Linked DNA regions of Mus musculus: all the other regions are linked to region 3. Evidence: chromatin contacts called from public ChIA-PET, Hi-C and HiChIP or PLAC-seq data. All regions are on one chromosome and are shown on one strand. The core of a region is the stretch at or near the end of the contact, and the rest is flanking DNA. Distances in the headings are between cores, read along the strand shown.

Evidence for each region. A called contact is a pair of places that touch in the nucleus more often than the background predicts. ChIA-PET counts read pairs in DNA pulled down with a chosen protein or histone mark. HiChIP or PLAC-seq counts read pairs in DNA pulled down with a chosen protein or histone mark.
Region 1: an RNA polymerase II ChIA-PET map of memory CD8 T cells shows a contact between it and region 3, with 11 read pairs. The contact joins the promoter of Sucla2 here to the promoter of Cysltr2 in region 3. A contact is called at or near these places in 4 of 39 promoter capture datasets (hematopoietic stem and progenitor cells, liver and pre-B cells), 1 of 115 datasets of contacts at active chromatin or transcription factors (memory CD8 T cells) and 1 of 9 other capture datasets (liver).
Region 2: an H3K4me3 HiChIP or PLAC-seq map of bone marrow-derived macrophages shows a contact between it and region 3, with 3 times the contacts expected there. The contact joins the enhancer-like site here to the promoter of Cysltr2 in region 3. A contact is called at or near these places in 9 of 39 promoter capture datasets (the C10 cell line, cranial neural crest, embryonic stem cells and 5 more) and 3 of 115 datasets of contacts at active chromatin or transcription factors (bone marrow-derived macrophages, effector CD8 T cells and embryonic basal ganglia).
Region 4: a contact with region 3 is called in an H3K4me3 HiChIP or PLAC-seq map of bone marrow-derived macrophages, with 3 times the contacts expected there. The contact joins the enhancer-like site here to the promoter of Cysltr2 in region 3. A contact is called at or near these places in 8 of 39 promoter capture datasets (the 3T3-L1 cell line, the C10 cell line, cranial neural crest and 5 more), 1 of 484 Hi-C or Micro-C datasets (group 2 innate lymphoid cells) and 1 of 115 datasets of contacts at active chromatin or transcription factors (bone marrow-derived macrophages).
Region 5: a contact with region 3 is called in a Hi-C map of bone marrow-derived macrophages, with 14 read pairs. The contact joins the enhancer-like site here to the promoter of Cysltr2 in region 3. A contact is called at or near these places in 14 of 39 promoter capture datasets (the 3T3-L1 cell line, the C10 cell line, the HPC-7 cell line and 10 more), 1 of 484 Hi-C or Micro-C datasets (bone marrow-derived macrophages), 1 of 115 datasets of contacts at active chromatin or transcription factors (bone marrow-derived macrophages) and 1 of 9 other capture datasets (macrophages).
Region 6: a contact with region 3 is called in a Hi-C map of bone marrow-derived macrophages, with 13 read pairs. The contact joins the enhancer-like site here to the promoter of Cysltr2 in region 3. A contact is called at or near these places in 13 of 39 promoter capture datasets (the 3T3-L1 cell line, 3T3-L1-derived adipocytes, the C10 cell line and 8 more), 1 of 15 datasets of contacts at CTCF or cohesin (the NIH/3T3 cell line), 2 of 484 Hi-C or Micro-C datasets (bone marrow-derived macrophages and pre-B cells), 1 of 115 datasets of contacts at active chromatin or transcription factors (effector CD8 T cells) and 1 of 9 other capture datasets (adipose tissue).

Annotation. Positions count from the first base shown.
Region 1 is chr14:73,549,986-73,554,419 of GRCm38.p6, reverse strand. Sucla2 (succinate-Coenzyme A ligase, ADP-forming, beta subunit) reads right to left here and starts at 1,634. Exons shown (of 11, transcript NM_011506.4): 1 at 1,523-1,634. The coding sequence starts at 1,612.
Region 2 is chr14:72,628,412-72,632,628 of GRCm38.p6, reverse strand. All of the region lies in intron 3 of Fndc3a (fibronectin type III domain containing 3A), which reads left to right. Among named protein-coding and RNA genes, the nearest start is that of Fndc3a, 79 kb to the left of the region's middle. Within about 2 kb of position 2,493, at least 10 of the 459 cell types and tissues checked have an H3K27ac peak or open chromatin away from gene starts, as enhancers often do. A contact at or near this core is called in bone marrow-derived macrophages, where this site is marked.
Region 3 is chr14:73,046,651-73,050,917 of GRCm38.p6, reverse strand. It overlaps Cysltr2 (cysteinyl leukotriene receptor 2), which reads left to right and starts at 1,804. Exons shown (of 5, transcript NM_001162412.1): 1 at 1,804-1,882; 2 at 2,290-2,394.
Region 4 is chr14:72,682,386-72,686,645 of GRCm38.p6, reverse strand. It overlaps Fndc3a (fibronectin type III domain containing 3A), which reads left to right. Exons shown (of 26, transcript NM_207636.2): 2 at 2,875-3,012. The coding sequence starts at 2,914. Among named protein-coding and RNA genes, the nearest start is that of Fndc3a, 25 kb to the left of the region's middle. Within about 2 kb of position 1,610, at least 34 of the 459 cell types and tissues checked have an H3K27ac peak or open chromatin away from gene starts, as enhancers often do. A contact at or near this core is called in bone marrow-derived macrophages, where this site is marked.
Region 5 is chr14:72,579,033-72,583,291 of GRCm38.p6, reverse strand. It overlaps Fndc3a (fibronectin type III domain containing 3A), which reads left to right. Exons shown (of 26, transcript NM_207636.2): 7 at 277-335. Among named protein-coding and RNA genes, the nearest start is that of Gm30500, 89 kb to the right of the region's middle. Within about 2 kb of position 2,076, at least 24 of the 459 cell types and tissues checked have an H3K27ac peak or open chromatin away from gene starts, as enhancers often do. A contact at or near this core is called in bone marrow-derived macrophages, where this site is marked.
Region 6 is chr14:72,557,549-72,561,912 of GRCm38.p6, reverse strand. It overlaps Fndc3a (fibronectin type III domain containing 3A), which reads left to right. Exons shown (of 26, transcript NM_207636.2): 17 at 197-315; 18 at 2,566-2,671; 19 at 2,758-2,933; 20 at 4,166-4,279. Among named protein-coding and RNA genes, the nearest start is that of Gm30500, 68 kb to the right of the region's middle. Within about 2 kb of position 2,937, at least 12 of the 459 cell types and tissues checked have an H3K27ac peak or open chromatin away from gene starts, as enhancers often do. A contact at or near this core is called in bone marrow-derived macrophages, where this site is marked.

The DNA of each region.
Region 1 (4,434 bases), core at 385-2,884, 500 kb before region 3:
CCTAAGATATTGTGTCCTCATCTACAAGAGCAACTCCAAAGCCACATCTTTTTTAAAGATTTATGTATATGAGTACACTGATGCTCTCTTCAGATACACCAGAAAAGGGCATCAGATCCCATTACAGATGGTTGTGAGCAACCATGTGGTTGCTGGGAATTGAACACAGGACCTCTGGAAGAGTACTCAGTGCTCTTAACTGTTGAGCCATCTCTCCAGCCCCCGCCCCCCAAGATACATTCTTAATGCTATGGTAAAAGAGAAAGAGCTGAAATAAAGACAATTTATCAAGCATCCCATAGATGCAAAGGCATCTCTCTTAAAGGAATTTTCAAATAGATTAAAAACTATTAGAATAAAATCCTATTTGTTCACTAAATCCTTATCCTCTTAAAACTTGGCAGCATTATTTAAGGAAGGGAGGGGGCTAAATCTATCCACCTATGATGTGTCTAGTTACTTCAAAACATAACCAAAACTCTATCTTAGAAAGCTAATCCCGCTCTTGAAGTTTTAAGGTACTAACACTGAGGGCCAATTTGTTTGGGGCTTGTTGTTGTTTAATTGGTTTGTCTTTGTTATTTAGTGACAAGCCTTGGCTGGCCTTGAACTATGTATGTAAAAGATGACCTTGAATATCTCATTCTCTTGCCTCCACCTTAAGTGCTAAGGTTACAAGGATGCTGGGGATAGAACCCAGGACTTCCTACATGCCAGGCAGGCCCTCTACCAAATAAACTGCATTCCCAGTACCCACTTTTTGTGTTTGAATGCTGTAGAACAGACACAACAAGCACACAGCTTCAGAAATGGACCCTTGTGGAACTAAACCTCAGTTCTGTCTCAGACTGCTATGTCTCCTAGGCCAAAGTACTTCTCTGAGCCATCATCAGATCGTCATCAATGGTTACTGGCCTTAATGACAACCCCTGTGCTGTTGACAAGCCTAATGACCTTAGGACAACATCTGACACTCCCTAAATGTCGAGAAACAAAGCAGCAAAATAGGTACTAGAGTCTGTCCAGAAGTGAAATCCTCTAAAAGATTTACTCTCCCATCTAATCCTTACTCTCCCATCTAATCAGCTGGGAAACTGAAGAACTCGTTATCAGTACTCACTACCAGGACTGACTGATAGATCAGCTCTGCTGGTGTTCCTAAGTCCTTCCCACCTACGACAGTTTGCTGGACCTCAAAGTACACTTGAAGGGCATCCCCTTACCCAAAGGGGGTCCGGAAGCGTTGGCCCCGGGCAAGGACAGCCCCCGTCCCCTCTGGGATCGCTCCGGCAGGCTCCCGCAGGTGAGGCCGACTGCCAGGCCGCCCTGCCGGGCCTCCAGCGGCCGGGGGACGGAGCCGAGCCCAGCTGCCCCGAGCGCCAGCTCGCAGCCCTGGCCCGCAGCCTCTGTGCAGAGCAGGGCATCCCGGCCGTGCCAGCGCCGCTGAGAGCCCCGGAGCTGGGCCGCGCCCCTGAGCCTTGCCCGCCGACCCCCGCGGCCAAAGCGAACAGGGCGAGCTTACCTGGGCGGCGGCTCGCAGCGTAGTCTGCGGCCGGTGGCTCCTCAGGGCGGCCGCGGCCAACTGCCGGCCGTAGAACATGGACGCCGCCATTTCTGAGTCCGACCCGTCCCCTGGGCACCGCGCAGGCGCAGAGACGCAGTTGCTCTCGGGGCGCTCCCGGCCCGAGACAAGGACAATCCTCGGGGGCGGGGCCTCGCGTTAACCCCGTCGCTGCCGGAGGAGCCGGGTTTGGCAGGCACAAAGCAAACTTTGGCCTTCAGAACTTTGACCTCAGTGACATGTGGACAAGGGGCCATCAGAACGCTTCCTAGAGAACTGTGACGCTGCTACTTCAGTCTTCTTACCTTCTCTGAGCCCTAGTGGCCTCACAAGTGAAATGGGGTTACTTAGGGAAAGCGAATGTATGCGTTGAGCCTTTAGGATACAATAGATACTAAAATAAAACATAACACAAAATAATAAAGACAGTGCCACTGATACTCAAAAGACTGTTACTCACTAGTTACTGAAGCCGCCCATACTGAAAACACTCCTAACAAAGTGTTTGAGAGAGCTAGAGAGATGGCTTAGTAGTTTGGAGCTGGTACGGCTGTGGCACTCAGCTGAATTCCCAGCCTCATGTCAGACAGCTCACCACTGCGTATGGGCTCTGAAACTCTCTTCTGGCCTCCCTGGGCACCAGCACACACGTGCACATACATATATCCAACAATGCATACATATTAAAAGAAAAGAAAAGAAAATACTATCACATTTGAACTGAAAAAGATGGGGTAACCCAGGACCCAGAAAGACCTATTACATGTTCTCTCAAATTTAAATATGCTATCTTTAAATTTTTATATGTATGTATTTATGTGTGAGCAAGGATTAGAGGCCAGAAACTATAGAGGGCCCCATGAGAAGACACAATAATATGTTTGTGTGAAGGCACAGTAACTAATAAGACTCATGTAAGAAGGAACAGGGCGGTGAGGGAAAGAAGGAAGGGATCAACCAAAACTACTATAAAAATGGTGTAAGAAAGCCTATGAGTTGTAAGAAAGCCTATGAGTTGTATGCTAACTTTAAAATATACCCACCCCAAGGCATGCCTGATAGTTTATGCCTGCAATCCCATCCCAATGGAAGCTACAATGAGAAGTTAAAGAACTCCAGACTACTCTACAACTCACAGGGGGGGGGGAGATACCCCACTAGCCGTGAAACCCATCAGCAGCATCCTTTCATGGAGGGGGTAATGGTCTCATGAGGCCTCCCCCCTCCTTGAGGATTGGTTGAAAGTTAATGGTTGGCATTGGAGTGCATTCATTCAGTGGCGTAGCCTGTGTTCCTGTAAGCAAGCCAAATGAAACGTGTTCAGCCATCAAAGAAGAGACAGGAAAGTGAAGCCTGCAGAATTAAGAAACAAAAGTCGAAAATGGGTGAATATGATCGAAATGAACTAAATACTGGGGCTAGAAAGGCAGCTGTTCCACAGTTAAGAGCCACAGCTGCTCTTCCAGAACGTTCCAGTATGATCCCCAGCACCCTTATGGCAGCTCGCATCACCTGTTCCAGTTCCAGAGATCTGATGCCTTCAAGAGCACCAGGCATGCGACTGGTACACAGGCAAAACACTTGTACACATAAGATGAAATTTTAAAATGTATTAGATGCATGCATGAAATGCTATAATGAAACACATTGTTATGTACAGTTAAGATATGCTAATAAAAATACTTTTAAATAAAAAAACAAAGTAAGAAAACCACCCCAGGCCCCACCCAGGGGAAATTAGGGAATTTTTATTAGAGTCTCTAGGTGGAGCAGACACACACATCATCTTAATTTCACTTCCTGGCACTGTGATAAAAACACGCTGACAAAAAACCTTAAGATACAAAAGGGTTTCTTGGCTCACAAATCCAGGTTACAGTGCATCATTGTGGGAGATCAGGATGACAGGAACGTGAAACAACTAGACGCATTCATTCGCATCCCACGCACAGTGGGGAGCAGTGGGTTCCTGCAAGCACACGGTGCTCAGCCCTTTATCTTTACTCCCAGACAAACCAGATCCCTCCCCCGGGGAACACTGGCGCTTCCCACTGGTGGAGAGTCCCCCATAGAGATGCCACTGGCCTAATCTAGGCAATCCTTCCTTGAGGTTCCAATCCCAAGTGATTCTAAATTGTGTCAGATTCTTAATTAAAGCCAACCATCACAAAAGCATGTCCTAGGCCATAAAAATCCCCTGCCAGACAGACCCTGCTCCCACTCCCAGAATCCCTGAGTTTTAAAATACGTGGAAGAAATACTGGGGATGTGACTCAGTGGTGACAGAGTGCTTAACTAGCATACATGAAGCCATGGTCTCATTCCCCAGCACCACAGAGATTGGGCACAGTGGCATTTATCTGTAACGTCAGCATTTCAGGTGTTGGAGGCAGGAGGATCAGAAGTCCAAAGGTAATCTTGGGCCACATAGTAAGTGCCAGGCTGGAGTAGTAACATTTTGGGCGGGTGGGGGTGGGGGGTTGAGGGGTGGGGGAGATGTAAAAAAGCCTGCAAACAGACTGAACTTTTTTTAAACTTAGAAGCTGAGTTAATAATATCCCTTGAGAGCATTTAAGACTGCATACTCGCCGAGCAGAGGTGGCACACGCCTTTAATCCCAGCACTTGGGAGGCAGAGGCAGCCGGATTTCTGAGTTTGAGGCCAGCCTGGTCTACAGAGTCAGTTCCAGGACAGCCAGGACTACACAGAGAAACCCTGTCTGAAAAAAAAAAAAAAGACTACATACTCAACCTGCTATCCTATTGTGTGCTCTGTCTGTTTGAGTTTAGCCTATCTTTAAGAGTGCAACAGAACAACTTTCCTATGTCTTGGATGTCCAGCATAATCAGCTTTTACAACCAGAGTTAAATGCT
Region 2 (4,217 bases), core at 1,244-3,743, 420 kb after region 3:
TAGGATCTTTAGCTATTAAGGATTTTTCTCAATCTGGAAAAGTTTGAGAGTGAGCCTCATTGAATTGATGAAAGGGGATTTTTAAAAATTATTCGTCGTCATCAGTCATCCTCATCATCAGAGTTTATTCTCTTAACCAGGCCATTCTCTAAAGGAATGCTGAGGAAAGAATATTTATTATTATTTACTTACCTTATCCTTTTTGTGTGTTTCTTAACCTTATGAAAGAATGTCCAAACAGATCATGTTTTTTACTAAAAATAAAAACCACATTAATCCAAGTCAATCCCATTAGGAGACTCTCCTGCTGAGAAAAACACTGCATCAAAAATGTAGAGATTTTCTTTAGCTTTACATATAATAGGGCAGCCTACTATAATTTTAACTTGAGGAAGTACTACTTGTCATTCAAGAAAAAAAGATGAACCTTTATATTTGTTTATGAAGACATATCTTGGTTTACTGGATAGTTTTATGTCAATTTGACACAAACTGAAGTCATCAGAGAGGAGGGAACTTTAATTAAGAAATAAAATGGGGCTGTAGGCATGCCTGTAAGGCATTTTCTTAATTGGTGATTTACTGGGGAGGGCCCAGCCCATTGAGGTAGTGCCGTCCCTGGGGGGCTGGAGGTCCTGGGTTCTGTAAGAAAGCAGGTGAACAAGAGTGAAGAGCAAGCCAGTAAGCAGCAGTCCTCCATGGCCTCTGCACCAGCTCCTGCCTCCAGGTCCCTATCCTCTTTGAGGTCTTGTCCTGACTTCCTTTGATGATGAACAGTGATATGGAACTATAACTCTAGTAAAGCCTTCCCTGCCTAAGGTGCTTTTGGTTGTAGTGTTTCAGCACAGCAATGATAATCCTAACTGAGACACTAGGATATATATGACTGGGTATACAAAGACTGTCACTATAGGAAAACAACCAACACTATCCTGAGTGAGTGAGTGCTGGTGTGGAGGCCAGAGGTCTACATTGGCTATGTTCCTTAGCTGCTCTCTTTTTGATACAGGCTACCTTATAGAACTTGGGGCTCGCTGGTTGGGCTGTGTTGGCTGGCTTGTGAGCTCCAGGGATCCCCCGGTTTCTGCCTCCCAGAACCGGAATTACAGAGGTTCTGTGTATAGCTTCTTACATGAGTGCTGGGCTCTTAACTCAAGGCTACAGCAAGCATACACTGAGCCATCACCAAAGCCCCTGGAATGAATGACAATGAGTTTATATAATCTGATTCATACCCTGTGACACATAAAGAGACTTTTCCAGGAAACAGAAAAGACCACTCCTAATCTCCTTTTTACAACATCTTAGGGATGTTGGGTTTGTTGGTTTGTTGTTTTTCATTTGCTTGTTTGTTTACCTTCCTACCTGCACAAAAATAGAAAGAAAAAAAAAACCTTTTCACAACTGTGATTTTGAAATCTGTGTGCTTTGAGGCAGGGTCTCATTCTTTAACCCACTCTGGTCTAGAATTCACTAGGTAGCCCTGACTAGCCTCAAACTCACAGCAATATTTTTGCCTCTGTCTCCCAAATGCTGGGATTATAGATGTGAGTCGCCATTTCCAGTTTAGGATTCACATTAAATATTTTTTTCCTTTTGCAACAGCAAACATTGTGTGTGATTTTATTTTAAGCCTGAGAAGCCATTATACTCCATGGCTATAGAGTCAAGACAACATAAATGTCACTCATGTCATTAGTGACAAAATAATCCAGCGATGATGGAGAATATCTGTGTACTTATTCTGTATGGCTCAGAGCTGATGAGCTCTATGGCAGACTCATGGCATTAACAGAACTCTCTCATTCCACATCTGCCAATAACAATTGAAGATACTGATTGTAATCACATACAGTTTTTTATTTTTATCGTTAAAGATTATTTTAAAAGTTCTTTTGACATTCTCTTCTGCTTCATTGTGTCATATCCTTCAACATGTTTAGAAAAAACCCTGTGTTGTTTCAGTGAAATGTCAGCTGTTTTTAGTTACAGTGTGTTGCAGTTTTTCACCGTTCATACCCTGTTTTGCAGGCGTCCGGCACTTGCTAGGACACACAAAACACCTTTGCTCAGTGCACATTCTTTCCTGTGGATATACAGTTTGCCATAACTCTTGTTGCTGAAGGGTAACTAATTTTTGAGAGACATGAGCGGTGCTTCAAAGCCTAGCACTGATGTGGCATTAGGTCTGTCCAAATAGGTGTGAGGCAAAAGTGTGAGCATGCGAGGTCACTTCTAGGAATGATGCCACTTAAAGAAGCGGTAGCTGTTACCAGGGTGAAATTAGAGACATACCTGTGAGACAGGAGAACAGCGTAGTCCTTCTAAAGGTGGAACAGACCTAGATTAGAAATGGTGGAAAAGGGATCTTCAGAATACAGTTCAAGGGCGTGTGGCTGAAAATAGACTACAACTTATTTATACTTCATGTTATAAATACTGTTGCATCCACACTAAACACTTCCTATTTAGAGAAACGGGGCAAGTAGCTCAGTAGTAGAATGTATATTTAGCATGCATAACAGGAACCTACAAGCAAGGCCAGGGGCTACAGCATACTTCATAATGGACATTCACTAGGTAACTCCTACTCTTGGCCCTGTCTTTCCCTGCAGTGGAAAACTTTAAAGTTTTATCAGGGGCAAGAAGGATGGCTAAGCAAGCAAAGGCAAGTGCTACATAGCCCTGGAAGCCATGTGAGGGTGGAAGAGAGAGCAGACTCCACAAAGCTGTCCTCTATACACGTGTGTGTCTGTGGAAAGAGAAAATGAAAGAGACTATATATATATATATATATACACACACGTGTGTGTGTGTGTGTGTGTGTATCTTGTTTCTAGGGAACCAGATTATAAATGTGTTTCCTGCCTCTTAACCTTTCTCTGTTCAATTTTACCATGAGTGATCCACATAAACAAGGCTTCCCAGGCTGGTGACATTTGAACCTGAAGGTAGTGAAAGGGACATGAAGCCCTGTCCCTCTCTTTTCGTTTGTAAGATCTTAATCTGCCTCTTTTCCATCTTTCCATCTTTAGATGTTTAGATATCATATACATCTGGAAGTTCCATCCACTTTTTCATTTTATGGTCCTGATAGCGTGAAGAAATTTGGATGGATAGGGTAGTATATGAGGCAACACAGATGATCCAAATTACATAAATGATAGACAAAAGGCTTTCTGACTTAGTGATTCCCAGGTGAAAGATGGTATGAATGGAAGCAGGATGCTGTTCTTAGCACATTAGAAGTCCTCAAGAAGTACTGTGTAGACAGCTACCACAGCAAGTTACATTTGCTGATGCTGCACTCTGGTCGATAGTTATTAAACAAACAAACTAAGAAAAACTATTTTCTTACTTTTAAAAAAATTGATATTTTTTATTCTATGTGTATGAATGTTTCACCTGCATGCATATATGTCCTTGTGGTGATCAAAAGAAGGCATCAGGATCCCTGAAGCTAGAGTTAAGATAGTTGTAAACCACCATGTATATATGGACCAGGACCAGGAATCAACCACTGGTGCTGTTGAAGAGCAGCAAGCACTCCTAACTACTTTCCCTTCTGTAGGTCCCTTTTAAGTCTGGGCCTTGTGCCAACAACAGAACCTAGACAGGCTAAAGAAACTCTACCAAAACTCTACCTGAGGATGGGAAGTAGTCCTCAGCTTGTTGGCAACTCAAGTCTGTGTGAGACTGATGATGAGAAAGCACAAGGGTCCTAGATACCTGCAGCTCATATCCTGCCACCTTTCTCATCCTCCTGGGAAGTGATGCTTTTTGAGGAGATCATAAGTTGAAGAGAAGATGTTGGGATTAAGATGACTCACTCCTTTCCCAGGGGCCTATAGCAGGATGCAAACACTTTGTGTCAAGCTTCTAGGAGTTTTCATTCATGTTCCAGAAGACATTTCAACTCTGCATGCATGTAATTTGAGAAGCTATTTTAAAACTGCACACAGCTACTCATAATCATTTGTTTTCTCTAATCCTACAGTAACCATAAACTAGGAACTTTTTTTACATTCAAAATAACAATAAAACTAAAAACATTACAGGGAAGAAGCAGTTGAGAGTGGGAAGAAGACCCTTAGATTGGAGTGGATCCTGGTGTCATGTTCAAAATCTGATTCTAAATGGGATTTGTCAAGCAGAGCACCATATATGTTATGCATAATAACTAGTGCTATACTCTTGTCTAAAGTGCCAGACTGCAG
Region 3 (4,267 bases), core at 555-3,054:
TTTTTTCCACTGGATGATTTTAGCTCCCTTGTCAAAGATCAAGTGACCATAGGTGTGTGGGTTCATCTCTGGGTCTTCAATTCTATTCCATTGGTCTACTTGTCTATCGCTATACCAGTACCATGCAGTTTTTATCACAATTGCTCTGTAGTAAAGCTTTAGGTCAGGCATGGTGATTCCACCAGTGGTTCTTTTATCATTGAGAAGAGTTTTTGCTATCCTAGGTTTTTTGTTATTCCAGATGAATCTGCTGATTGCCCTTTCTAATTCGTTGAAGAATTGAGTTGGAATTTTGATAGGGATTGCATTGAATCTGTAGATTGCTTTTGGCAAGATAGCCATCTTTACTATATTGATCTTGCCAATCCATGAGCATTGGAGATCTTTCCATCTTCTGAGATCTTTAATTTCCTTCTTCAGAGACTTGAAGTTCTTATCATACAGATCTTTCACTTCCTTAGTTAGAGTCACACCAAGGTATTTTATGTTATTTGTGACTATTGTGAAGGGTGTTGTTTCCCTAATTTCTTTCTCAGCCTGTTTATCCTTTTTGTAGAGAAAGGCCATTGATTGGAAAAAAAGAAACCCAAACAACTAGACTGTTATAATTGCTAAGTAGTGTGTTGTTTTGCAATTATGAAGTTTGAGAATTTTAGGTTAATTGTTCTGTTTCAAAATCATATTGAGTATTTGGGGTCATTTTGATGCAGTATAGATTTTAAAATGGATTTCGCTGAGGATAAGTTATACATAGGCAAGAGAAGAAGAAACAAAGACGGCAGAAATCTTTAGGAAAAACTTGCACCTGGAAAAATTAATAGGAAATGAGCAATCTGAAAAGGGGGTGTAATAGGTATTAGTCTGTTGCTATAGTAAAATATCAGGAACAATGGCAACACAAGGAAAGAATTTATTGGGATTTAAATTTCAGACAGTCCATATGACCTGGGAGGCATGGTGGTGAGTGCCCAGGGAAGGAAGCTGAGAGATCACATCTGTATCTGCAAATGTGAACCAGAGAGAGCAGTATGAGAACTGGACTGAGGGGATAAATGCTCACAGGCCACTTCCGGTGGTGCCACATCCCCTCCTGTGAGGCTGCACCACCTCCCTGAATAACACCACTGACTGGAGACCCAGCGTTCAAGCACCTGAACCCGTGGGAGAGATTTGTCACTCAGTCTCAGGAGGCAAAGGAGAACGAACCATTCTGAAAGTTGGAAAAAAGAGCGAGGCAGATTGAGAACAAGTCTCCACAATTAGCTATTCAAACAAGAGAGAAAGGAAGAGGAAAACGGAGAAAGAACACATTACATGAACCTTGAGACCATCGGTGACCTTTGCAGAGACTTTTCAGTGGAGTAAGTGAGAATGTGAGAGCATCAGAGAGTGGTGAGAGTGCTCTAAAGCAGGCTACAGAGCGCTGCACTGATGGGTTGGGCATGGGAACAGAAGCCCTTTTGGAGAAATAACAGCCACTTAACCTCCCCCTCCCCCCAGCTCCCTGCCCATCACATCCTGCAAAAGATCCCGATGGAAAGGGGGGGGGGGGGAAGGAAAGAAAGAAAAGAAAGAAAAGAAAAACCCCAGCAAAAACCAATCATTAGCGGCAGGGCAATTCTAGGGTGACTTGAAAGAGGTTGACAGTCACAAACTGGAAATTCTCTGACTTCTGAAGAAAGAACTCAAGCACCCACACCCATGACAGTGCCACAAAGCTGAGGTCCTGCTGACCCAAGTGACTTCTCGCCTTGCTATTGGCTGACACTGTTCATAAAACAGTGTTTGTTTCACTTTTGTTTTAAATAAACAAGCTGCATTCTATGGGGCGAGAAGCCTGGAGTCAGAGCAGACGCCAGGGCGACCGAAGGCAGAGGCACAGGTAGGTTTCCCTTTGTGTTCATTTGTTACTGAGAACTGTGCTTTGAGGATGAGTACAGGAATGGCATGTGGAAAGTAAGCTTAATTTGTTCAACTATCAGTGTTTGTTCTACCATCTTATGTGGTAAACTGGAAAAAGTACAAAAATATTGTAGACTGTAGAAAATACCACCACAAGGCTTGATTGTCAGTTGGGGTATTTCCTTCCTTTTTGAGGTGCATATAATTTTTAGCTTTCTCTCATAGTTGTATATATAAAATAAGAGCAGATATTATTTTTTTCCTTTAAAGCGTGCACTTTATCCACACTACCACGAATTCTATAAAATTGTAATTGTAAATTGCTATATGAGGCACTTCTTTTAGCATATAGATTTTACCATTTAGATTCTTTCCTATTTTGCATAGATTCGGTCATTTTATTCTGTAAGACCTTTTTCTACTCCGAAGCTTTGCTTTTGGAAGAGAGAAGAGTCCATCTGAGAAGGCATACTTCAGTGATTTGGTTCAGAGGTACACTGGGGAATTCACATGTGTGGAGGGCTGTGTGCTTGGAACCCATTCATTTGGGAACATCCATTGGCGATTTTTAGCTTGGGCTGCACCTCAGTCAGAAACACTTCATCTTAGGAGATTAGAAAACAACCCCTCAAAAACGGATTTTCTGGTATTGGCCAGTCTTTAATGTGTTTTTGTCTACTATTAATTCCCAGGTGATGTTAATGAATAGTCAGTTAAAAAAGTTAAATAAGCTGTTTGAATACTTTCTAGTCTTTTACATGTACCTGAGAGTAATATGAATGAAGAAATAAGAAGATGCAATCAAAGGCAAGTCTTTTTTTTTAACTCTGTAAATAGCTTATAGAGCTAATTTATGGGGCATATAAGAATTTTAGAAGTCTTTGTCATCTACCTTAACCACTTCAACCCTTGAGATGCGACCATACTCGGAAGCTTCAGTTCACTAATGCTTGAAGTAAGTAGATTTGTTTCCATGGCTTGGGAAGGTAGGAACTAGAGAAGCAGAGACTCTAGAAGGTTCTAAATATGTTACCATTAAGCTCACTGTGTGCTAGTACCTGTCAAGGCTGTCATATTTCTTTGGTTTCACAACCTTGTAAGGTCATTCAAGAGATGTGTGCCAAGTTACAAACATACCACAGGTATAGAAGATGGCTAAGACTGGATCTAATGTCTCACCCTGCTTTTCAAGAGAAATTGTTTTCACTGGATCCTTATCCCTCTAAGGAAAATATGGACTGAATTTATATAAGAGCTGTGTTCTGCTTTCTCCCCTAAGAAAGGATAGACAGATAAAGGGTAACTAATTAACCCAGGCTGAATCAGTCTTTCCTGAGCTTCCTACAGGAACATACTTGAACTTAATTTGATCAACAGCATGCCAGATGAATTTCTTCTTGTTTTCATTCCATGGAGAATAGTACCTCTTTAGCATCTTTGATACAAATAAGAATTTTTGTAGTATATTTGTATATAGAGACATGTATATATAATATATTTCTCATTTTGTAGATGGCAAAAACAAAGCCCTGGGGTCACAGGGTATTTCCCTAGGTAGAAGCAAATTGGCAAGCCCAGAGGATCTGGCTACATTCTTATAACCCAAATAATAACTATTTTAAGGAATTGATGAAATGAATTTTCTTTTATCTGCATGTTATTAGTTAAATGATGGCATTAATAGTATATCACTTGGAAAATAAAAGATGACTATGTCTCAGTGGCTAGTAAAAGCAGGATACAGAAAAGCAATGTAACATGCACCCTCTTTTATTAAAAATAGTTATCTGTATTTGAGGAAAGAGAAGAAGGAGTATATGTGCAGACCTGTCAGGTTGGTAAAAGTTGTCATTTACACACGACTCAGCTTGTTATCTTTTTCCTCACCTTAAGTACGTATAAAACCTAAAACAAAAACAAAAAGTAAATTAACAGAACTGGGTAGAATGGACTGCACCTTCTGTTTATTCTCCAGATAAAATGGCCTCCAGCTCCCTTTTCCAGTTGGCTGTAAGGCAGCCCTGTGCCCAGTTCTGAGTTTTGTCCATGTCTGTCACCCGTGGTGTCATGGTTGTGGCTAGCACAGACTAAGCCCTCAGTGTGTTAGGAACCTAGCCGGTCAGGCCACTCCCAACTTCTCCATTTATTCTCATCCCCTCAGCAGATAAGGGTTTTGAAATTGAGAGGGTGAAATATATAATATAATATACAGAATATAATATACAGAATATAAGTAGAGCTGAGACTTGAACTTGGGTCTCTTCTGACTCTTCTACCTGAGGCCTAAGAGGAACTACCTCCACTAAGCCACTTTTGTGGAGAGAGGATGATGGAGACTCCTTCCTATGTGTCAGAATCTCCTCAC
Region 4 (4,260 bases), core at 361-2,860, 360 kb after region 3:
AAGTATTTTCTCTCACTTGTGGATCTAGAACAACAAAACATATATTTATTACTATGTATGTGATATGTATCTACCATGTATGTGAACACACATGCATGAGTGAACGGCATGAAAGCAGAAGAGACACATGGAGAGGAAGAGTTAGAATACCTGTGGGAAAAGGAGGAAGTGTAAGTCGAGACAGTATAGGGAATAAATATATATGGTCAAAGTATATGAAATAACTTGAAAGAAGTTGCCTTTGTGAAACAGAACTATATATAATAAGTATAATAGCAATATAATAAGGGAAATATTTGAAATAAGTATTTATAGAAATGGGCATTCTTGTCTTTTCCTGATCTTGAAGAAAAACTTCCAGGCTTAGTTATTACATATAATCTTCCCTGTGGTTTTTTATATATAGTCTTTATTTTTTTTGCTTTCAGTTTTTATCTTTTTCATGAATGAGTATTGAATTTATTGAATGGTTTTACTAGACAGTTTGAGATGATGTGGTCTTTAACTTTCAAAGATTATTGTATTGAAAAAATGTACAGAACAGTACATGAAAGATGAACATGTAGTGTTTACAATTTAGTAGTTGTGGTCCATTTAACAGCTCCTGGGTCAAGTCACAGAGCAGAGTCAGCATCCCAGAAACTGTTACCTGCCCCCATCTTTAACTCCCCAGAGGCAACCAGTGTGTTGATTTAACAATAAATTGTGTTTGAGCTTTCTTCAAAGTTGAACAGTATGTATTCTCTTTGTTTTTCACTCACATTGTATTTGAGAAATTTTACTCCCTGTTCTCTGAATTGACAGTTTATTATTTTCTTTGGTTTATATAGTTATTGAATAGATTGGTTGATTTCTAAGGGGCATTAGGTTGTCTCTGGTTTTAAAGGACTATTAAATCAAGTTGCTACAAACTCATATACTTACATGTGTGTTGGTCCACTTATATTTCAATAAGTGCATGCATTACTTTTGGGCATCTGTTGTGAGTCTTTGTGGTCAGAGCATAAACAGCATCCACTACATGTATGTGCCCAGCTTTGGTAGATAGGACTGTGGATCTAAGTGGTAGTGCCTGCCTCACTTGGCCTGGCTTCAAACCCTAGCATGAGAAACAAACTTTGATAGATTCTAGAAGAGTTTTTTCAAAATGATTGTAGGACTTTGTTAGTTACTGATTGCTATTTTGTTAGTTTCAATGCCACTTGACATAGTCAGTCTTAGACAGGTTTTCTCCTCCTAAGGGTGCCCACCCAGTCATATGCCATTCCAAGTTCAAATTAATTTTCCAAACCAATATATGATTTTGAGAATATTTTGTTTATTGGTACTTTGAATTCCTTCAGTTGTCTGTGGTGTAACTCAGTCCTCAGTCCACACACACACAAAAAGGAAAAAGAGAAGAGAAATGAGTGCAGTGAGGAGGAGGAGGAGCTTGTGGCCTTGTGGACCCAGGGGACCATAGCAGAGGAGGGTTGGAGTCTACCTGCATGACACCGAGAGGCTGTCTGTTAATGAAATACAAGTTCATTGCTATTATAACAAGGAGAAGGGGGAGGGAGGGGTGAAGGAAGAAAAAGAAAGAGGAAGCGGGGAACAAAAATGAAGTACTTACACACTCTCTTTAATTGGGAGTTTACTTCCTGAAAGTGTCTGCTCTTACATAATAAAATTGTGAGATTTGCAAGAGTCAAAATAACATAAAGATTCTTTGCCGCCTTAAAATTCTTTGTAAATTCCACAGAGAAATTATTTGATGTGATTCACAGTATTACGTTTTGTCAGTCTTTTAATAGTTTAGTAATGTACATTATGGCAGAAGTTAATGTGTTCATATGCATGTGTATGTAGTATAAACACTGTCTAAGTGGTGTGCCTTTCCATGAGTCAGCTAATCATATACAGTGTTCTCTATTGCCATTTTTAGTGTGAAATCATCAATAAGTACCTGTGTTGAATGCATTTTAAGAGTCTCAGCACTTTCTAATACAGCTAAACAGAAAATTGTTGTCAAGTTGAGTCAACTTCTATGGGAGTTTCTATGCAGATTCAACATTTTAAAATAGTGTGAATTTCATCTTTGAAAATTGAATGTCTTGTCCCTTAGCACTGACTTGGTGAATGTGACAGGCATCCAGAAATGACTCCATAAAGCTCAGCGTCGACTTAGTAGCACGTGTGACTGTGGTCATTTTGCTCAGTTTGCTGATGTTTATTGGTTCATGCAGTATAAACTAATCCTACCATCCCACCTTGCCGTATGAGTGCTAGTACACCCTTTCATTCACATAAGATTCATTGTGCTGTACAGTTGTTCTCAGAGCAGATGAATGGATACTGGAAGAGCTTAAAACTTAAAATTTGAAGGCTCTTGCCCTGATCCTGAACAACTCCCCCCTCCCCCTTAAACTGTGTTACTTTGTGTGAGGATTCAGTAGAAAATCATGATTCTTTTTGTATAGTGCCTCAAGGCAAACAGGACGATGAGGGAGATTGAGCCTTTGTAATTTTACCTTGTCAGCTCAAAGAAAAGTGTCAGAGGTACGGTTACCTCATTCAGCCATTGCAGCTTGATGTCTTTCAGGATGTAGATTGAATAGTGATGAGTAAATTAAATTCCCTATCTAGGAATGGAAGGATGGAGATGCAGAAAGTGTAAATAGAGCTTCTGGTATTAGCGTTAGGTTGAGGATAACTAATAGTTACCTTGGTTGGGTTGTATGAAATACATTTTCCCAAGTAGTTGATTGAAAAAGAAGTCAGGTGATCTTTTTGGTCTTCCTTGGACAGTTTGTTTGTTAGTGAGGCAATTCCTGATTGTATTTTAATGTATTTTCTGGATGTATACTTCAGTGGTTATGTCTTTTTGTTTTGCAGAGTTGGAGGGCTTTCCGGTATATTGATGCCTTATTGATAATGGCAGAACACCCGCCTTTGCTAGACACAGCTCAGATTTTAAGTAGCGACATCTCTCTTCTGTCTGCCCCTATTGTAAGTGCAGATGGAACACAACAGGTAAGGAAACAGAAATATGTTTTACCTCATGTCTTTGTCATTGTGGATTTTTTAGCCTAAAGGGCTGCTGTCTTTGCTATTGAATAACCAGTAGAAGTAGGCTTTTGTTTTTGCTTTCCCCTAGGAAAGTTTTGTCTTGGTTTTTGTTTTCATATGTGCTCACACACCTTCTTAAGCTTCACCTTCTTTTTGCTGACTTGCTTTTCAGGGTCAGATGGAAGTCCTGTAAGGTTTTATTTTCCCCCACACTAATCACAGCTGTGGCAGATACTTATGTACTTTCATGAGTCCCTGATAGATTTTTGTTAACATATGTTGCCTGAGGCCAGTCACTGACTTCAATATGAATCTATTAATGAGTTAACCACAGCATATTGCCCTGGTTGCCTGGTAATAACTGTATTCTGTTGCCCTGGTTGCCTGGTAATAACTGTATTCTGTTGCCCTGGTTGCCTGTTAATAACTGTATTCTGTTGCCCTGGTTGCCTGTTAATAACTGTATTCTGTTGCCCTGGTTGCCTGTTAATAACTGTATTCTGTTGCCCTGGTTGCCTGTTAATAACTGTATTCTGTTGCCCTGGTTGCCTGGTAATAACTGTATTCTGTTGCCCTGGTTGCCTGGTAATAACTGTATTCTGTTGCCCTGGTTGCCTGTTAATAACTGTATTCTGTTGCCCTGGTTGCCTGGTAATAACTGTATTCTGTTGCCCTGGTTGCCTGGTAATAACTGTATTCTGTTGCCCTGGTTGCCTGTTAATAACTGTATTCTGTTGCCCTGGTTGCCTGTTAATAACTGTATTCTGTTGCCCTGGTTGCCTGGTAATAACTGTATTCTGTTGCCCTGGTTGCCTGGTAATAACTGTATTCTTCTGTTGCCCTGGTTGCCTGGTAATAACTGTATTCTGTTGCCCTGGTTGCCTGGTAATAACTGTATTCTGTTGCCCTGGTTGCCTGTTAATAACTGTATTCTGTTGCCCTGGTTGCCTGGTAATAACTGTATTCTGTTGCCCTGGTTGCCTGGTAATAACTGTATTCTGTTGCCCTGGTTGCCTGGTAATAACTGTATTCTGTTGCCCTGGTTGCCTGTTAATAACTGTATTCTGTTGCCCTGGTTGCCTGGTAATAACTGTATTCTGTTGCCCTGGTTGCCTGTTAATAACTGTATTCTGTTGCCCTGGTTGCCTGGTAATAACTGTATTCTGTTGCCCTGGTTGCCTGGTAATAACTGTATTCTGTTGCCCTGGTTGC
Region 5 (4,259 bases), core at 827-3,326, 470 kb after region 3:
TGATGTGAGAATGGCAAGCAGCCTTCCAGAGGAGAGACGGTGTGTCCAGTATGAGTGAGAGTCCATTCTGTGCAAGAACAGCCACAAGAGGTGGTGTCTACATGCATACTTGCATGCACACATGCGAGTACCATAGAAACCGAAGCGATGAACTGTGAAGGGCTGCAGACACCTGTGTGTGACTAAGGATTAAAAACTAGAAAACAACAAAAGGAGAGGACGAGAACTTTGCATTTAAGTTCTTTTTTGTTTTTGTTTTTTTTAATTCTTTTAAAGAAAAAGATGAAGAAACTAAAGCATTTGAAGCATTTCTTTCCAACATTGTCAAGCCAGTGGTAAGTAGCTCATGTCTCTCTTTCTTTTGCTAATTAATGTATTCATGGAGGATTTTGTCATTCTCACTTAGGCTTTGTGTTAACTTCATAGAAATGTGAGGCCAGCAGTAGCTCATCGCGGAGTGAGTGTTCTGAGAGGGGTTCTCCTCGGGGAAGCATGATTGAGACAAGGAGAACACGAGTAGTTCCCAGGTCTTTGCAACGCTAGGTATAGAAAGTTAGAAAATACATAAGACAAAGCTTACATAAAATGGTGTATATACATTACCAAAGGGCTCATAACAAAAGATGACATAGTCATATGAAGTGAAAATTTTCAAATTTGTTAAGCATAGGAAGTTCTCCATTGACACCTAAAAGAAACAAGGAAGTGCACTGCTGGGATCACATTTTCTGTTTAAAAGTTACATTAAAATGTTCACTGCAGCATTAATATTCATAAAAGGTGGAACAAGAAATATCAATTGTAATAGTTTTATCAACAAAATATGAAGAAAGCAGAAATAGGCAAAGGTGCTATTGACAAAAATTTGATATCGTAATTATACATAAATCAATGATATAGTCTTGGAAAAAACTTAGTGCGAAGTAGTGAAAACATCAAACTACAATATTTGCTCTGATTTGTTCTTTTCTTCCTCTACTTTCTAAGTGCTGTGACTCTGCTCCATTATATAAGCAAGCTAGCAGAGACATCAGTCACTAAGATTTAATCCTAGCTTTTATGTAAAAGTTTAAGTCAAAGATACACAACCTAACAAAAATAAATCTCTATAATCACTCCTCCATCATCATATTTAGTTACTTGGGGTTCATACCAGTGTTTGGAATTCATTTCTGAGTCCAGCAATCAATACACTCTTTGTAGCTCTTTTCTCTTTTCCCCCTTCCCACCTCCCGCCCCCATAAGGTCATACTCTGCTTTCATGGCTTGATTTTAATCTCTTACTATGTATGGCTTGTGTTCCTGTGTCATATTATTCTTAAAGAAATTAACCTACTTATTCATTCATCCAGAAAATACTTACTATGCTATTCCTATATGTTAATAAGTAAAAAAATGTGTAGACAAATCTAGTATAGAAAGTAGAGTAATGTGGAAAGTAATATTTTACATTGAAGCAATGAAGAAAATGCCACTCGGCTTCCATAGAGGGAGACAAGTGCAGACAGCGCATGGACACGAGGCAGGAGCAAGGACCAATGTCAGCATACCGTGGTGAGGGATCAACCAGGCTTCCCAGAGCTTTACCAGCCAGGACAAGGCCATTTTGCATTGAATAAAAATGCCCCTCAGCTTACAAAGCAAAGAACTTCACCTCTCTGCCCCTAGAAGACATGGATCAGTATAACAAGAAACACACTTGGAGCGTTTTGCTTATTTTTAAACAAATTAAAAGTTGTTGCCATTGTTAACAGCCTCTCCATGAAGGTGTTGTAGATTGTTCTGATTTTGCCTGTTTAGAAAGGGTGAATGCATCAGTCCTCATCAACTAGGCTGCTCATGGCTCTCTTGTTCTGTGACACCTCCCGCTGATACATTCAAGCACTCGAGCTCTCTCTCACTCTAGCTTGTTTCCTCTTAAGAATGGACCATGTAGATGGAATAAAGGTAGAAGAACACAGTAGCTGACAAAGTTTGCTGATGTCTGTCTCTTTCCAGAGTAATTGAGATGCACATGTGTTACTCAATTCCTATAGCTCGTGACGTACCGTTTCCCCTGTTTTACAGATAGGAACTGAAACAAGCAAGTAAGAAGTAGTAAGAGCCAGGGTTGGAGTGCAAGCAATCCCTAGAGCTCTGACCTAGAACTTCTCAAGGGGTTCACTTGAGAAAAAAGATAGGGCTCACATGGCCATCATTGTGATAGTGTTCACTGTCAGTGTGAGGGCTGGTCTGTGGGTGATCACTCCTGGGTTTCTGGCCTGGTTTCTTAGATGGCTTTGGTTGTGCAGCAGTTTACCTGTGTGCAGCAGTGCCAAGGTGTCACCTGTTAGAAGGCTCACAGTTGGTTGTCTGTCCTAAGCCCAGCATGACTCCTCTTGAGTGGTTTTGCCATGATTATAAACAGGTAGTTGAACAAAGAGTAACACTCTTAATGCTGTGGTATGGATTAGAAGAGAAATTTCAGTGAGCTTACCGGCAGCAGCAAGTACTTCAGCCTTAAAAATAAAAGAACCTTAAAAGTTACATGTTCAGTTCTAGACAATCTGTAGTGTGGTCAGGAGAGCTGTGGGTTCTTCAGAACGCCTCAGCTACTTTAACTACTGTCACTGTGTCATGCCTATGATGGCAGGGGAAGAACTGTGCAGCAAGCTGAGGGCTTTCAGTAGTAGTTGGCTGAGTTTCCTTCTTCCTGCCAGTTTAGAAGCTCAGTGTGCTCCCAAATCAAACACATACACTAACACAGCTGTCTGTCACACACAGCTGCTTGAATGTAAATACCGTGTGTGCACAGAGGATGTGCAGAATATGACATGGACGGTAGACTGCCCCATACCAACCAGATGCCCGTGGTTACTGTGTCACACCTTTATCTCTTGGTGTTGTAAACTCTATGTAAAACCAAAAAAAGAAAGAAGAAAGAAAAGGAAGTGGCCCTACCTATTCCTAGTAAGATTTGTGTTTGGTTGACATAACAGCTAATGCTATTTTTTGTAGATAATATTAAAAAGTGGCCACAGAAAGTGAAGTTTTAAAATAATCTACCTGTTAAAATAAAAAGATGTAGTTTAGTAAAGTGTATAATACTAAAAGGGGGGAGGGATAATTTTATTCTTTTAGTTTTTTATTTAATGATTGGGTGATTAATTTGCTGTCTCTGATTAATTTTATGAGCTATAAAGTACAAGTCATTTTTTTTGGTGGTTTGCATGCTTGTATTGAGATCATAAAATTAAATATATTTATTCACTCCATAAACATTTGACCCTGAACAAAATGCCATTTGCCATACTTGGAGCTGGAGATGGACTATAAAACAAAGTGTGGTCCCAGTCCCTACAACTTCCTTTAATAAAATCATTATCACATGATAAATGTAAAGTTTTTAAGTGTCAAGGCTGGAGAGATGCCTCAGAGGAAAAGAGCAGTTGGTGCTCTCAGAGGACAGGGTTCGATTCTCAGCATCCACACAGCAGCTCATAACCACCTATAACTCCAATTCCAGGGACCTAACACCCTTTTCTGGACTTTGCAGGCACATATGTGATGCAGAGACATATATAGAGGCGAAGCACCTATACACATAAAGTTAATAAACGTTTAATGTAAAATAAATTTTCAAACATTTTTAGGTATTGTGAACCACCAGAACAAAGAGAATGCTAGCCAAGTGTTTAATAAGGAAACTAATCCTTGACCAAGGGCATTAGGGAAATTTTCTTCTGAAAGGATGTTTGAGCTGAAATTTCAAGGAAAAGTGGGTGTTTGGTTGTGGATGGGGCAGAGGGTGTGGGGCAGTACTGCACACATAGCAGTGTGTAAAAGACACTGGCCTTGGCCCATTGGAGGAGCACAGTTGCAGCATACATATATACCCACGTAAATAGAAAAGACGTTCACTTGTGGAGCTCAGCTGCACACTGTAGGGAAAGTCAGTGTGCATTTTACTTCAGAGTGAGCTGTGCTCTCAGGGTTGATTGGCCTGCAATGTGGCTAAGCCTTTCTGAAGCCATGTCTTCCAAATGATAGAGTAGAAGGGTGCCATAGTCTCCTGTATATTGAACTGACCGTGCTAGCATGCTGTTCTCTTCTGTGAGGGATCTTTGATAGAACTCTTGAGTTTAAAATCCTGCATCTGTTTCAGTCATGCCTGGAACTAAATGTGTTTGCTGTTAGGTCATTATTGTCTTTCTTCAGAACCATTTTCCATTCTCTGTGTTTATGAATTCTAGAACTGTCTGTCTTCAGATTTCATAGCC
Region 6 (4,364 bases), core at 1,688-4,187, 490 kb after region 3:
CTGTATCCATTCTTCTGTTGAGGGACATTTGGGTTCTTTCCAGCTTCTGGCTATTATAAATAAGGCTGCTATGAACATAGTGGAGCAGTTACATACACACTTAACTTAGTGAAGCCTGAGATGCCTACCCTCTCCAGAATACCACAATGTTAACCATTACTTCGGAGCTGATTGTACATAATTCTACACTTTTCAGGAAACAAATGGGATATGATCTACAGTGGCACTACCAGGGAACATCTTTGTGACCGGCTGACTCCAGGCTGCTATTACCGCTTACGGGTTTACTGCATTAGTGACGGAGGGCAGAGTGCGGTAATGCTTATATGTACATGTTTGTTCGTTAATTTGGACCACATGGAGCAGGATCAGCATTTCCTGCCCTCATTGGTGAAATGTGTGGACAAATCTGCAAGAGTAGTTTTTTTGTAACCTGGGTGACTATTGTTACACTTACCAGAATATTCTAACAGGTTATTTTACTCACAGTCTATATTTAGGTAAATCCTAGGATGATATTTGATATTTATATTTAGCAGAAATTGAAATAGTTAGAAACTGATTTGCTGCTTTGAAATTTTGTCTCTGGAGAAACCATAAATTATTCAAACACAGATACGACATTTTAGTATTTCAGAAAAAGTAACTATTATTTTATGATTATTAAGAGAATCAGTAGCTGGGTATTTAATCCCAGCACTTGGGAGGCAGAGGCTGATGGATCCCTGAGTTCAAGGCCAGCCTGGTATACAGAGCAAATTCCAGGACAGCCAGGGCTAAGAAGCCCTGCCTCAAGAGAGAGAGGGAGAGGGGAAAGAGAAGGAGAGAGGGAGGGGAGAGAAAAAAAAAAAGAAAGGGGGACTCAGTAAGTCAGTGACCAGTAACTTCATCAGTTACATTGATCGTATCCCAATTCTAAGAACAGCTTTAGAGCCTGGCTCAATATTGAGTTCATTTAACATCTTCAGTTACACTTACTCAGTCCCAACATTTTCATGGGTCAGTAATTCAGTGAGGGTGTCTTCATCAGGCTTCCCGACTGCCTGTTTGGGCTGCTTACAGTCCTCCCACTGTTTGCGCTCTTGAGGGATTCTACTTTGAGTCTGCTTGAGAACAAACAAGAGCATGAGAGAACTGGCAGAGACTGCCCTTTTCCTCATCTTTAAGTCATTTCAAACCACAGAAATATTTTGTGTTCTCCATTCCCTGCCAAGATGCTTGCTTCAGTCCCTGTCTCTACATTTCCTACTTGTGAGTTTTGGGGGAGCATCCTAAAGCATGCCAGGAGCTGTGGCCCAGGCACAGACCACAAGCAGCCCCAGTCTCCGAGCTCAATGCAGCAGGATGAGGCAGACCCCTCCCCCAGTTTTGGACAGCATATGGAGCCCCTTTCCTTGCTCATGTCTTCCCATTCTTCACTCCTGGGCTGGAATCGTGCTCTAGGCTCCTGATGTATTTTTAATGAATTTAACCAAGAATCACTTATTAGAACATTCATAATAATATTTTTCTAGTGGAAGTTTACATAATGAAAACACTCTCGTTAAAAATGGCTTTTAAACTTCTTTTTAGGCCTGCAAGTATTGTGAAACTGAGTGTGTCCTGCCCAGCAGGCTTGTGGTACAGTGCTCTCTGGTATTCCTTGAGAAGCTCCCTGGTAGTAAAGGCATAACTTGGTGTTAGAACAGTCTTCGTCTGTAGAAGACTCCTTCCTGAATTCCAGAGCCACCTGGAGCAAAAGAGAGTCTCCCCACATTTAAGAACAACAAACATAGCGTCTAAAATTCTTTTCTAGTATGTCAGTGAAGCATTCTTACATAGATTGCCTGTCTGAAAAAATGTTGAACAAGTGGTTTGTGTTTAAAAAAGAACTAAATATTAATTGTGAACCTTAATATACAACTAGGCCAGGTAATCTTTCAAGTAAAAATCAAGGCTGAGGCTGATAGCTTTTCATGGTGAGATACTTGCTTAGCATTTGTAAGGCCCTGGTTTAAACTCTTGTCATATAAGAAAATACATGACTTTAAATATAGGAATCAAAGCAATACTAAATAAAGGTGTCTTACTAGAGAAACTGACTGGCTGTAGAATTGATATTAGAGGAATAAGATAGATAAATTAACATTTAGGTTAAAAGATGGTTTAAAAAAGAAAGCCAAAAAAATTTTTTAAAAACCTAACAACACCAGCAAAAACCAATCCTATGAGTCTTAACTTCCAAAAACAATGCAGTAGAAAACATCTGTGCTGTTGGAACAACTAGAAGGTTGTGGGTCCCTGTGGACAGGATTTGTTTAGTTGCCTATTATCTTGGATACTTTGTTTTGTTTCATTATAGAAAGGACATAATTCCTTTTCCTACTTGTTTTTTAAATAGTAGTTATAGTAATGTCCTTTTGTCTATAAAAATATGTTGTAATGATTTAATAAGGCTTGATTCTATTCAGTACGTTATTTCTTTGGGTAGTAAAGTATGATTTCACACTGTTAATACAATTTTATGTTGTGTTAAAATTCTTTATCAAAGCAATCCAGTTGTTTGATTTTGCTTTGTTTCTGCAGGTCTCTGAATCTTTACTAGTACAGACTCCAGCTGTGCCTCCTGGCCCATGCCTCCCTCCCAGGTTACAGGGTAGACCCAAAGCAAAAGAAATACAGTTACGATGGGGTAATTTCCATTTTGGTACTGAATTATGATTAAGTTAGAACCAAAGTATTTCTCCTGTTTAAACTCCTAAATATGTCCCTGCTTAGGACCTCCTCAGGTTGATGGTGGATCACCCATTTCCTGTTATGCAGTAGAAATGACTCCTGCAGATAAAGATGAGCCCAGAGACGTTTACCAAGGTTCTGAAGTGGAGTGTACAGTGGGCAGCCTTCTTCCTGGAAAGACGTACAGCTTCAGACTTCGTGCAGCAAACAGAATAGGGGTGAGGCAACTGCCTACTGAGTCATCACTTGAGCATGTATTGTCAAACCTACTATCAAGCCATTTTGCTTTAATAAGCTTCTAGTGACAAATAAGGAACAGCGTGCCCTATAACTCGTCTTTCTGTCTTTGTACTTTGAGACCTTAGAGTTTGTGTCACTTGGAAAGAGTTATGGCTTCTTTTACAGATGTTTAAATGCCTGTTTTCATGGTCACGAAACTGGTTTTATGCAGCATTTACTCCTCATTGCAAACCAGATATGATTCATGCTTTGCTTCATGAGCAAATGCTGATATTTAAGCATTTATGGTTTATATGAGTTATTTAACTGTGTATCTACATACATATACATACTGAGAGAGAGAGAGATGCATAAAATGCATTAAGAGCTGATAGCCCACTTTGCAACTAGTGATGCTAGGGCTAGAAGAGAGTGCTTCCACACAGTTGCTGATGCTCTAACTCTCCGCTAAGGCAGATGCCCTAAGACAAAGCAGTTGCTTATTTGTATGGCACATAAAAAAACAAAAAAACCCAAAACTATTCTGTAAGTAATTTTTTTCAAAATTTAAGATCACAGGTCTCTTTACCACAGTTTTAAAGACTTGAGTGAGCTGTGCTTTAATTCATGTTCTGTCTCCATCTGAACTATATTTTAATCTGTGAGTACACTTAAATATTGTGGATGGAATTGTGTAGTCTGCAGACAGTCCTTATTTAAGCTGTCAGTCTGTGTGCCCTTAGCAGCCTCACAAGGCTGCAGTTAACTGGTAGCATTTTCAATGTAATGTCTTCCTTTTTATTTACGCATTTTTGCTAGTTTGACAAAACAACTTTGAACATTTACTTCCCTTATTTCCACTAACTACCCATCTTTGACCCTGTACTATAAGATTGGTGCCACCTCTTTCCTGTGCTCATATTTGGTGCCCTCATTCCTCTTCACACCATTTCTTTCCTCTCACTTCCTTAATTTACTAGAGCCCTGCTCTTTTTACAAAAAGCATTTCATGAAGAGAATAAGGGAGTAGGAGAGGCAAAGTATATTAAATGAAACGTTAAAGTCTGCGTCTATTTCCATACTTGTTAAGTCTTTTACTTCTAATGCCTGTAGAATTATGAACAAATAATTTTGGAGGACTTAATTGCTTGTAAGACTTTAGATACAGGATTCTGTGCACTGAACATCTAAGGATGAAAAAGGAAAATATGTGTTCTGCTTGTTTTTCTAGTTTGGACCATTTTCAGAAAAATACGATATCACTACAGCTCCTGGGCCACCAGACCAATGCAGACCCCCTCAAGTGACATGCAGATCTGCAACTTGTGCACAAGTGAATTGGGAGGTACTGCACTTTCCACTAACTTACATAGTTTCCCAAAGTGATCAGAGTAGTGCATATAAAAGAATAAAGGTAATCTTCCCTTTTG